Regions from separate parts of the Sus scrofa genome. Here region 2 is linked to region 1. Evidence: chromatin contacts called from public HiChIP or PLAC-seq data. All regions are on one chromosome and are shown on one strand. Each heading gives the region's core, a stretch centred on a gene start, on an enhancer-like site or on the middle of the called end of the contact. The rest is flanking DNA. Distances are from core to core; before and after follow the strand shown. Region 1 holds the start of S100A10 (S100 calcium binding protein A10). Region 2 holds the start of THEM5 (acyl-coenzyme A thioesterase THEM5).

Region 1 (6,214 bases), core at 2,223-4,722:
ACAAGCATTTCTGAAGAAGCAAACAAACATTCTGTTTCAAATTCAGAACTAAAAAAGGAAATTTGTTTATTGAGGGTAAGAGGATGCAAGCAATATAAAAATCAAAAGCTTATCTGGGTTTAATTGACTTGTCTTTCTCTGCTTCTCAAAGCAGAGTTGGGTTTTATTTGTACACTTTCTAAGGGTCCCAGTCTGCTCAGGAAATCCTTATACAGGGGGAAGCTGGGGGGGGGCAGATTCCTTAAGCGACCCTTTGTGAGAATTCTTATCAGGGCGGCATGATTGCTCAGTGCTGCCTACTTCTTTCCCTTCTGCTTCATGTGTACAACAAAATAGTCATTGCATGCGATGGTGAGCCCAGCGATTAGCGAAAAGAAGCTCTGGAAGCCCACTTTCCCATCTCGGCACTGGTCCAGGTCCTTCATTATTTTGTCCACAGCCAGAGGGTCTTTTTGATTCTGAAAAAAAAAAAAAAAAAAAAAAAAAAAGAACAGAGGCAAGTAGTATCAATCAGTGGTTGCAACAATGAGCTTCTTGTGATGTGTATGGCTGACAACTATATATAAAATCTAATGATTTGAAATCTTGCTTTAGGTCATAAGTGATTTTTGGAGGTCATCTAAATGTATGTTTTCCCTTTGAGGGAGCATTTCTGTAAATTCATATTTATTTCAGGCTAGGAGAGAGGGTTTCATGGCTTTCTTTTAAATAACTCAGGGACTTTAGAAACAGCATATTTCTAGAAAGAGGAGGTTCAATGCCAGAGAAGGGAGACCCCCCCCAACTTTGAATTCTCAGTCCTCTTAGAATCCAGCATAGTCTTCTGATTTGCTTTCCTTATAGTCCAATTGTTAATACAGTTTTCAAAATAATAAGATTCTGCCTAAGCAGTACTCCAAACTCCCTATTTTGTAGTTTAAAGTCTCTTAACAAACTTTTATTTCCAATAGCATGATCAAGTCCTTGACAAAGAAAACTCCTTATAAAAGACCTCATGTGATTATTTAGAGAGTTAAGTTTTAGATCATTGTTCTATGGGTTTTAAAGAGGCACTTGTGATACCATGGGGCGTGTTAGGTTTAAAGAGGGTAGGCAGATGGTCCTCATTTCTTGGCACATCTGAGGCCAACCTAGTGTGGCTTCACATCACATTAGCCAGGTGACCTTAAGTAAGTCACATAGCTTTGGTGGGCCTTTGTATAACAGCTAAGAATTGAAGTAGGACCAGAGTGTCTCTAAGATTGCTTCTATTCTTAATGCGTTGGCCCGTCTATGCCATCCTGTACTCTTTGCTGGATGTTTTTACATTGAATGTACTTCAAAAGCAATATATGTAATGGAATCCTAAACTCCCCATGACTCTTAATGCCAGTGCATGGAACTGGGATGGACAGGCAAGATCCCCTTTGTTTTTTCTTTTATCCTGCTTTCATTGTGATTGACTTGATCGCTCCTTTCTGTAGTGATGGTGCTTAGAAGTGGGAAAGGGTGGTTTCTCCTGCAGGGTCCATGCCGTCAACCAGAAGGAGATATGGCCCTTTACCGGTGTTAAAGGGCTCAGGTAAAGTATTTATGAATTCCACGGACTCGTATATGTGAGGGAGGGAATAGACACTCAGTGTCTCCAGTGTGCTGGATGTTTATAAACTGCACTCAGAAATCCCTTAAGGTGAAGCAGCAGCATTTCCCACATGCCCTAAGAAATCAACTCCAACCTGTCTATACAGCTGCCTCTGCTTTTGGTGGGTTTCAGTTAATTCTGGCCTCGACCCCAGTTTCCTGGCTGAGATCAGAAGGAGTGAAATCTGGATGACATAATGCTCTGTCAATGCAGCGAGTGTGGATGTGCCTGGAATTATGACCCCATCCTTGAATAAATTAAACTGCCATGTTTAGTACTCATTGCTGAACACTTGAATTTATCAAGCCACAGAGCCTTTAGGAGGAAGGGTCTTTGTCTCATGTGATGGTCATCCTGGCTTCTAACTCCTGAGTATTTAGGAATAGACCCAGAGTGCCTTTGTTTGTGTGGTGGGAAGCTTTACAATAAGCACATTTTGTCCTTGAATTTAATGCCTGCCTGGAAGGGTCACAGAACGTGAAAGTGATCTTGGAGGTAATCACGTCCAGCCCTCTCATTTTACAGAGGAGGGAACTGAGGCCCAGAAAACTGAAGCAACCTGCCTGATATTAGTTCGGGCAGAGCCAGATCATCTAATTCCTGGTCTGGGGCTATATCACAGAACTCAACAAAAGCAGAGCAACAGTATCCTCGAACTCATTCTGGGAGAGCATTGTGGTAACTGCAGCTCTGAGAAGCTAGTTAAGCTATTTATATCTGTTTGACTGGTACTGATGACATGCGAATCATTATGTACTACAAAACCCTATGTTTACTGAGTCAGGAGTCAGAGGCTTGACTAATGCCATTTACCAGGCAGATGACAAGAGAAAGGACCCTGCCTTTAACCATCACCTCCCTCCACCCTTTAGAGGTAATGCAATATTCCACACCAAGCACAGTGATGCTTCAAGCACCTCTGACTGTGGCAGCGAGAGAAGGGCTTGCATTTCAATCTACTATTTTGTTAGGCAATGTTTCACTTTCAGTGAAATGCAGTAACCATCTCTCCAGGGCCTGCAGTATAAAAGAACTACTGTGCTTTGTGGCCTGATGTCCTGAATGATGTATCTGAGCTGATGGGAGATCCTCTTCCTTCACTGATCCCTCTCAGGCTGTCAGAGGTGAGGCATAAACCCAAACTGTTCTCCTATGTTCACACAGCCTTTTCAGTGGGAAAAGCAGTTATTTCTTGAGCAATGCCTGGCTCTCATTTAGTAAATTTCACACCATTCCCTTATAGTAGAGCTCGAAAAAAGAATTTTAAAGCCTTTATCTGAAGGGATTTAAGAAAGGAGATTCAAGCTGCTCAAAGGACAGCCTGAGGACAGCCAGGCACCCTGGTTGATTACTCCCTGGTGCAAGGCCTTTTTTCCTGCAACTCTGTCTCTATGGAGGCAGATGACTCCAGATAAAGTCGCTCTAACACCTCAAACTGTGGTGATTTGTGTGTAGTCTCATTTCACCTCCAAACTGAAAGCTCCTTGAGGGCAGAGGCAGTGTCTTCTTTACTTTCTGTTTCCAACCCCACTGTCTTACAAACAGTAGGCACTCAGTATATTTAATCAATAAATGAATGAAAACACCTTTCTAGCACTGACTTCCCCCGGGAAGGGCTGGAAAGAGGAAGGGACAGGAACCAGGGCCCAGAAGCACTGATTTCTATGTCTGGTTCTCTCTGAGCCTTTCAATACTTACTTCCAAAAATCCCGGGAACTCCTTTTCCATGAGTACTCTCAGGTCCTCCTTTGTTAGGTAGCCTTTATCCCCAGCAAATTTGTGAAATGTGAACATCATGGTTTCCATGGCATGTTCCATTTGAGACGGCATTTTCGTGAGGTCTGTTGAAACCTATTAAAGGATGTGAAGCGACAGAATTTACATTTTTTCCCCCTTTTTTGGCTGCCCTGTGGTATATGGAGTTCCCAGGCCAGGGATCAGATCTGAGCTATAGCTGCCACCTAAGCCACAGCTGTGGCAACACCAGATCCTTAACCTACTGTGCCAAGCCCAGGAACGAACCTACATCCCAGAGCTCCCAAGATGCAGCTTATCCCATTGCACCACAGCGGGAACTCCTACATTAACTTTTAAACCACATGATTTACCAGTCTTTTGAGAATGATTGGAAGAGGGCAATTTGCTCATCCAGTCCATCCTTTTTAACTGTAAAATTCAATGAATACATCAGGACCAATTCATCCCAGGTTTGGGGTCTCCTGCTGATGGAAATAGGCACTTTAGGTACTGCTGCTCTGAAGGAGGGATTGATCTAGTTGCCTGTTAACTGCACAAATCACCCAATGAAGAATAAAAATTCTAATCATTTGGAAAAGCAAGATCAGTGCCCCTCTTTTTAACTGACAAAGCTCCTACTGAGAGATGTTTCATCATTTCTCTTGGCACCGGTAAATGGGACTCAGATATAGCTGAATACCAACAACTCGCACAGTCAAGCTTGGTTAATACGAAAACTTCAATTCTCCAAAAGCTGAATTAAGTAACTTAGTTTAGTTTAAGTCTATGCTTAAGAAATCTGCTTACAAATGACTTTCATATGCTGAGTATGTATTCTTTACTAAAAGTTCTGAACTTGCTATAGATTCTAACAAACATCTGCATCTTTGGTAGTGAGTTGCAGTTGCCCTCCTCAAATAAAGCTACCCAAAGCCCATTATCTACTTTCTTGAAAAAGAACAGGTAATAGTATATCCATCCTAATTCCTTTGGGGATCTGATATATCCTTGGCAGCACTAGACAAAAGACCTACTCTCACCGTCTGGGGTGCAGTGGGAGAGCAAGAGCTTTTCATTGTGAATAGTTAAAGAAAGGAGTTCTTTTGTGGTGCAGTGGGTTAAGGATCTGGCATTGCCACTACTGCAGTTTGGGTTTGATCCCTGGCCTGGGGGCTTCCATATGCCAGGGATGCGGCCTAAATAAATAAATTAATTAAATAAAAAGATAAAGGAGATGTCAGATTGTTATATTCAGGTATAATAATCTGAGGACATGTGTCTAATCAAGACATACACTTGGTACCCAACAGGAGCCCACTGAATTTTGCTTAATTGGAAGGCAGGCTTTGGCCAGAACAGAGTAGCTTTAGTTAACAGCACCTAAAATCACTCCAGGATAAGAAACAGATGAACTTGAATAGAGACTGTAATATATACCGTGGGAAAAAAAAAAGATAAGAATAGGTTTTGAACAGAGGTTGAAGGAAAGTCTGGCATCTTCCCCTGAAGGGTTGATACAGGAACCAGAGACGTGGTTTCAGCCTGGTTTCTGCTGCTGACATATGCGTGTGTAACATATCCCTGAATACTATCTTTTATGGGGGAAGAGGGTGGAGTTGGTGAACACAAGGATTGAGCAAGTACATGTCAAAAGTTCTACCCCTTAATCCCCAGAAAAGTACAGGAATCAGCATGCCAAAGAATGTGCTACTCTAGAGAATGTTATAAACCAGAATCTGGCATGATTCATCTGGCAGGCAGGTCTCTTGGAGAGAGCAAAAAATTCAAGGTCCACTGTGGGATGAATTCCAGGGGAACCACACCTTTTCTCCTTTCTTCTGACACAGTCAGGATCTGGCTTCAGATGGCAGTGGGCTTCAGATGGCAGTGGCCGAGATTGGCTCTGGAAGTACAGCAACTTAAGAGATCTGAGCTGAATAAATCACCTATGGGAGAAGGCTGTGTGGCGTCCCACCCCAGTTCTGAATAACTAGGAAAGCAGTCAGCCACCACAGAGGTTTAAAAATACCTCTAGCTCAAGTGGCAGAGTCCTTCACAACCAATGCCTGAGGGTCCCAGAAACTCCAACTGGCTGTGGGATATCGAGTTTACTTTCTTCACAGGGCAGAACAGAAGGAAAATGCACAGCAAAGCCAGAGAAGTAAGAAAGGGAAGGCAGCAGGCTAAGGACCCCTAAAATAGAAAACAGGCTAATTTAGGAACTTCTAAGAAATAAAGGTTGTAAGCTGAGGAAGTCTTGGCCACCCTTGAATATGTTCTTCAAGAGACTGAGACCAGTTTTCTCTGAGGAGCACTCAGGTCTCAGGTCACTCCAAACCCACCCCTTCCTAGTCTGTGCTCATTATCCAGTGCTGGAGCTTTTCTGCCCCACCGGATCCCCTTTGCTGTATACTCAGCACATGGGCTGTGCACACAGCAGCCAGAAGACTCCCTGTTTGTCTGGAAGACTGTCTGCAATAAGAAGGCAGAACAGGGGCTGATCAGAAGATCCACGGTCGTGAAAAGGAAAATAGTTTTGAAAACCAGAGGAGAGGGGGAGTTCCCGTCATGGCTCAATGGTTCACGAACCCGACTTGCATCCATGAGGACTTGGGTTCACTCTCTGGCCTCACTCAGCGGGTTAAGGATCCAGCATTGCTGCAAGCTGTGGTGTAGATCCCACACACTGGTTTTAAAGTAAGATGAAGGAAAAGGGGGAAATGTCATTAACACTGCTCTCTCGGCTGGTGGATAAATCGTGCAGCTCTTCTAGAGTGCGGCAGCCGCCCAACTGAGTCAGCCGGCTCAGCCCTCCCATCCTGGGCAGGCCTTGCTCAGGCTGGGATGGTGGCAGCA
Region 2 (6,214 bases), core at 1,093-3,592, 50 kb before region 1:
AACAAACAAAAAAAGAAAGTTCCCTCCAATGTAAAGGATAAAGTATAAGGTGAGAATGGTAAGAAAATCAGTTAAACGACTGTTGCAAAGATCCAGGAGAGATGTGGTCAGAAGCTGAACTAGGTAGAGAGGAATAAAAATAAAGACTTAAGCTATTTCGGACATTGGGACCAAGGGATGTGGAGAGTGACTGATCATGGGGGAAGAGAAAGTAGGAGAGTCTTGGGTGATTCCTGAAGGAAAAGAGGTTTTTGTTAGTGTTTGTGTGCCTACCTGGACACAGAAAGTTGAAGTGGAACTATTAATGTTGGTTTGCGGCATGTTTAGGACCCACGTCGTGAGAAATGAAGATAATGACAGTTTTAGTCTAGGAGATAAAAATAAAGAGATACTTGAAATAAAGGTGCCTGTAAACTCACAGTACAGACTTTGGGTATGAGGGATAAAGGTTAGGGATAATCATTACTTTCTGTTGCCCTGAATAGAAGAAAGGTCTTGCTTGATCGTTGATTATATATTTTTCAAGTGGGACTTGCTAAATTACAACTTTTTAAATGTGTCTGCTTTTAAGATTAAGTTACTGAATCAAAAGCGTGATTTATAAAGTACGAAAGTACTATTAAATATTCTCAACACAGATTACCAAATATTAACATAAGAAACTAGTTTATCTTTGTTGGGAGATTAACTCAGGACAATTTCTTTTCCAAAGTGCACGATGGAGAGTTCCCTGGTGGCCTAGTGGGTTAAGGTCCAAGCATTGTCACTACTGTGGCTCAGGTTGCTGCTGTGGTGCATGTTCAATCCCTGGCCCGGTAACTTCTGCATGCCATGGGCACAGCAAAAGAAAAAGAAAAAAGAAAAAAAAATCAGAAGTGCAAGACAGTATAGGGTTAAAACCAATCTGCACTCTTATGTTTTTTTTGTTTTTTTTGTCTGTACCTGTGGCATGCAGCAATCAGAGCAGGGTACAACCTGTCTCTACCACGGTGACCTGAATCACAGCAGTGACCCAAGCCATAGTAATGACAATGCTAGATCCTTAGCCCACTTGGCCACAAGTCAAGTCCTACAATAGTAATGACAATGCTAGAACCTTAGCCCACTTGGCCACAAGTCAAGTCCTACAACTGCTTTTAGTTCTCAAGACATCTGTTCCACCTGTATGTTCTCTCAGTACTTACCATAATACATATATTGTAAAAATTTATACTGTCATTCCTTTCTCCCAAACTAAATTGTGAGCTCGGTGAGGGAAAAGGTTGTTTCTTATTCATCTTTATACTATTAGTAACCAACACCTAACATACTGTTAGAGATTAATTAATATTAATATTTATGTATTCATGAATACATCAATGATCAAAACGTAGGGATATTGGAACAGACAACATTTATTTTTGTCTTTTTTTTGTGGGGGGGGGAGCCATACAGGCGGCATATGGAGGTCCCCAGGCTAGGGGTCCAATTGGAGCTGTAGCTGCTGGCCTACACCACAGCCACATCACCTCGGGATCCGAGCCGCGTCTGCGACCTACACCACAGCTTACAGCAATGCCAGATCCTTAACCCACTGAGCAAGGCCAGGGATCCAACCCACGTCCTCATGGATACTAGTCGGGTTTGTTAACTGCTGAGCCATGAGAACTCCCCAGGCAACATTTATGTAATACTAAAACCAGAAACTGCTGGTAAACACTTGCATTATCTCATTTAATCTTGTTAAAACCTTTAAAGCTAAGGAAATTTTACCTTACCAACTTTACCAACCTTTAAAGGTAGGAGAAGGCAGGATTATTTGACAAGCAGAGAACGAGGATTAAATCCTTGAAGAGACGTGCTCTTCTCCTGAGCGTATAATGCAATAGTTATGAGCCATATTCAGATCCAAACACACCAAGTGTTTTCTGTGTGACCCTGCTTAAGTCACAACCTTTCTTTACTAATATTAGTAGTTTAGTAAAGAATTAGTAGTTTATTCCTTGACCTGTTGACCTGATTCAAGCATCCTGCACACTTCTTTAAAACAGCACCCTCCTGTCCAGTTTCTTAAGGTTTGAATCTCAAGGCTGAAAGGTCCGGCGACCCCCGACCACATTGACGCCTTTTGGAGCTGACGTTAGCTTTTATTCAGAGGTCAGTTGGCTGAGAAAACGTCTAAATAGATCCGTTATCACAGAAAGTCCCACTTTTCTGCCCACTTTGGCCGCCAGGCGCCGGAGACTCACCCGCGCAGGGGGCCGCGCAAGGCCGGGAGCGGACGCAGGCGCGCGGCGCAGCCCCTCAGCGTGGCTCAGACTGCGCGTCCGGCTCTGAATCGCGGCAAAGGCCACCTCCCCTGCCCGCCCGCGCGTAGGCATTTAACCCAGCGGAGCGGAACGGAGGGCGGACCCTGGCGGCGCGGGTGGGAGTGGGCGCGTGTCTGCAAAGGGCGGTGAGAGGGAGGGGCTTGAAGGCAGGCTGGACGTCGGACTTTTTTTCCTCCTCCGGCGCAGGAGCCACTTTCCTGGCAACTGTAAAGCTCCGCGAAGGCGGCTGGAGAGAGGCGCGTGGGAGCTGCGACCCCGGGGCTCGCAGAGGGCAAGGAGGCCAAGGCGGGCTGGACTGTACCTGCCGCCCGCGGCCCCCAGCGCTCCCAGGGAGGATTCGTTGGCCTTATTGCCCTATTACGCTGGCCGAATTCTGTGCTCTCCGTTTCCAAGTTATTCTCAGGCCCGCAGAAGACATAAGGCTTTCAGGTGGGTAGGAGCGCACCCAGTAAATATTTTCTTGGAGGCCTTGGACAAGCCAGTGGGATAAGGTTGGGGCTGATTTGTAGAGAGCCTTCTGGGCTTAAAGGACATTTATACGCTTAAAAAGCTATTTTCTCTGCCCTGCGCCCCCGCCCCAGGGCTCTTAAGTCTGGCTGTTTCAAACACAAGTGGAAATCATAGCAACACCTGAAGGATGCATTCATCTCTTAGCTTTGGAGACGTATCTGAGCTCAAATTCCCACCCCACCACGTAACACCTTCTACCTTCTTCAACTGTACCTGCCCCTGTTTCTTCATTGCTGGGACAACGAATATATCAAATTTTACTTGTTGCCAAGAACTTCTCTTTCAGTAGTAGTCCCGAAGTTAAGTTACCTGAGGTTACCTTGTATTCCTCACACAAAGAAGGTGCCCCCAGGCCAGCGATGTGCAGAAGTTGACCAGTGAGCAGAATGTTAAAACTGTAAGAATTTGGCTAGCCAAGTCTTTTTTTCTTTTTTGGCTGTGCCTGCCTGCTGTTCCCCGGTCCAGGGATCCAACTGCCCACAACAGTGACCCGAGCTGCTTGCAAGAACAACCCTGGATCTTTAACCTACTGGGTCACAAGAGAATCCCCTGGCTAGCCAATTCTTAAGCCCACCATTATTAAAATTTGAATTATGTGAACTTACAGTTAAATAGGTTATATTTTATTTATTTATTTATTTCCTTTTTTGGGCCACACCTGCACATATGGACGTTCTCAGATTAGGAGTTGAATCAGAGTTGCAGCTGTCGGCCTACACCGCAGCCACAGCAACATGGGAGCTGAACTGTGGCTGCGACCTACACCATAGTTCATGGCAACGCTGAAATCCTTAATCCAGTGAGCGAGGCCAGAGGTCTAACTAGAATCCTCATGGAAACTAGTTGGGTTCGTAAGCTGCTGAGCCACAACGGGAACTCCCAAATAGGTTATATTTTTAAAATGAAGGTATTGACATTGACCCTCCCATGTCAGTCCCCAACAAGGGTCTTTTGGCTCTGTCTCCTTGGAGCCAGCAGGTAATTGAGTTTGGTTCAGAAGCAAAGGAAGGCTTGATCCTTTGATCAAAGATTGGAGAGGTGTGAGTTTGTGCTCTAAAGCACATCCTCTGTGAAAGGTGGGGTTGCTTTATAGGGTTCTTGTCAGCAGGGAGGGGTGGGGTCCTCACTGCCCTGCGCAGCTGTGCTGTTCAAGGCTGAGGAAAGCGCTGCCAGCAGCAGGGCTCTGCACACTGCCTGTTGCTTCTGCCTTCTTGACTTGCAGTGTTCTTTCTCCACAGTGCTTCTGCACACCGTCTCCTGAATTGAAGTGTGGGCGCAGCCATTTCCCACTAGGAATTTTGGTCTGACGGGTCAGGTGCAAGACCTTTGCGTGCAACACCCGATGAGCAAGTGAAATTAGACTAAGCGCAAAGGAAAAGGTTAGACTTTCTTTTTATTACCCAGATTTTATTTTTATTTCTCAGCCGTTGTTAATGGGTGTTGCTCATGGCAGTGATACTAAAAACTGTAACTGTCTAATTATTTTTTGCTTTGTAGGGCCACACCTGCAGCATATTCCCAGGCTTGGGATCGAATCGGAGCCACAGCCACAGCAATGGGAGATCCAAGCCACATCTGCGACCTACACCACAGCACGTGGCAATGTCGGATCCTTAACCCACTGAGCTAGGCCAGGGATTGAACCTGTGTCCTCATGGATACTAGTCAGGTTCCTTACCACTAAGCCACAACGGGAACTCCCGTTTTTTTCAACTTTGCTTTTGTTGAATTCATCATTAAAGACTCCCATAGGATTTATTTACTTATTTATTTATTTACATTTATAATGATTTTTATTTTTTTCCATTATAGCTGGTTTACAGTGTTCTGTCAATTTTCTGCTGTACAGCAAGGTGATCCAGTTACACATACATGAATACATTCTTTTTTCTCACATTTTCATGTTCCATCCTAAGTGACGAGACATAGTTCCCAGTGCTATACAGCAGGATCCCGTAAGATTTATTTTATAAAGACACCTGAATTTATAGATCCAACCAAACTGTTAGACAGATTCCAGTAATGAGTAGGGTCTGCTAAACTGGATAAGCAATATCCTTTGAAGAATTCTCATTTGGGAGTTCCCGTCCTGGCACAGTGGTTAACGGATCCGACTAGGAACCATGAGGTTGCGGGTTCGATCCCTGCCCTTGCTCAGTGGGTTGACGATCTGGCGTTGCCATGAGCTGTGGTGTAGGTCGCAGACGCGGCTCGGATCCCAAGTTGCTGTGGCTCTGGCGTAGGCTGGCAGCTACAGCTCCAATTAGACCCCTGGCCTGGGAACCTCCCATATGCCGCCGGAGCGGCCCAAGAAATGGCAAAAAGACAAAAAAAAATAAAAAATAAAAAAGAATTCTCATTTAAGAAAGCTTGTTTTTTCCCTGGTATGCCAGTAGTAATAAAAAGCACACTTATAAATGGAGTTCCCGCTGTGGTGCAATGGAATTGGCGCTTGGGAGCACTGGGACGAAGGTTCAGTCCCCAGCCCAGCACAATGAGTTAAGGATCTGGCATTGCCGCAGCTGCAGCTTAGGTCATAACTAAGGCTTGGATCTGATCTCTGGTCTGGGAACTCCATATGCTATGGGGTGGCCAAAAAGGAAAATAAGTAAATAAATACTTATAAATGCCCAATACATTTTTTTTTTTTTTGGCTTTTTAGGGCCGCACCAGTGGCATATAGAGGTTCCTAGGCTAGGGGTCTATTTGGAGCTACGCCTGCCGGCCTACACCACAGCAACACAGGATCCAAGCTGTGTCTGCTTGACCTATACCACAGATCACGGCAACGCCAGATCCTTAACCCACTGAGCAAGGCCAGGGATCGAACCCACAACCTCATGGTTCCTAGTGGGATTCTTTTCCACTGCACCAATACATAGTTTAAGGCACACATATGACTAAAGAAACATCCAGTTCTGTAGTGGGATTCCTGTAGGCCATTCTTCCTTTACAGTTGTATAAAACCATTTAGGATTAGACACTTAGCCAAATGCCTTAAGAGTCTTGGAAAGGAAAGCCACAATAGATTACCTGTGACACTGTCCCTGTTCCTTCACCCCTAAGTGATGAAATCTGAGTTAAGTCTTGAGGGACGGGAGCCAAGGAGGACTGTCAGCAGAGGAGTGACATTATCCGATTATTATTTCAGAAAGGTCATGGCGGAGGCTATCAAAGTTGTGTTGGAATCAGGGAGACTTTGTGGTGGTGGCTGTGAGTGAAGGGCTTTGGCAGTGGAAGAGACCTGGGGTGTGGGAGAGAGGAAGAGTCAGGATGTCACCCCATTTCTGAGCTTGGGTGGGGGATGGTGGAAGATACTCTTCACAGTGGGAGAAGGAGAAGTGTCTGGGAGCAAGAGGGGAGAAAAAAGAGCTCCATTTTAGAGATTCCTGTGG

What was found. HiChIP or PLAC-seq counts read pairs in DNA pulled down with a chosen protein or histone mark.
Region 2: an H3K27ac HiChIP or PLAC-seq map of skeletal muscle shows a contact between it and region 1. The contact joins the promoter of THEM5 here to the promoter of S100A10 in region 1. A contact is called at or near these places in 2 of 5 promoter capture datasets (liver and skeletal muscle), 32 of 47 Hi-C or Micro-C datasets (adipocytes, adipose tissue, alveolar macrophages and 16 more) and 2 of 2 datasets of contacts at active chromatin or transcription factors (alveolar macrophages and skeletal muscle).

The regions. Positions count from the first base shown.
Region 1 is chr4:97,266,338-97,272,551 of Sscrofa11.1, reverse strand. S100A10 (S100 calcium binding protein A10) reads right to left here and starts at 3,472. Exons shown (of 2, transcript NM_001291924.1): 1 at 3,320-3,472; 2 at 259-458. The coding sequence starts at 3,451. The coding sequence ends at 297.
Region 2 is chr4:97,315,707-97,321,920 of Sscrofa11.1, reverse strand. THEM5 (acyl-coenzyme A thioesterase THEM5) reads right to left here and starts at 2,342. Exons shown (of 8, transcript XM_021089841.1): 1 at 2,229-2,342. LOC110260323 (a long non-coding RNA gene) reads left to right here and starts at 2,499. Exons shown (of 4, transcript XR_002343437.1): 1 at 2,499-2,738; 2 at 4,058-4,198.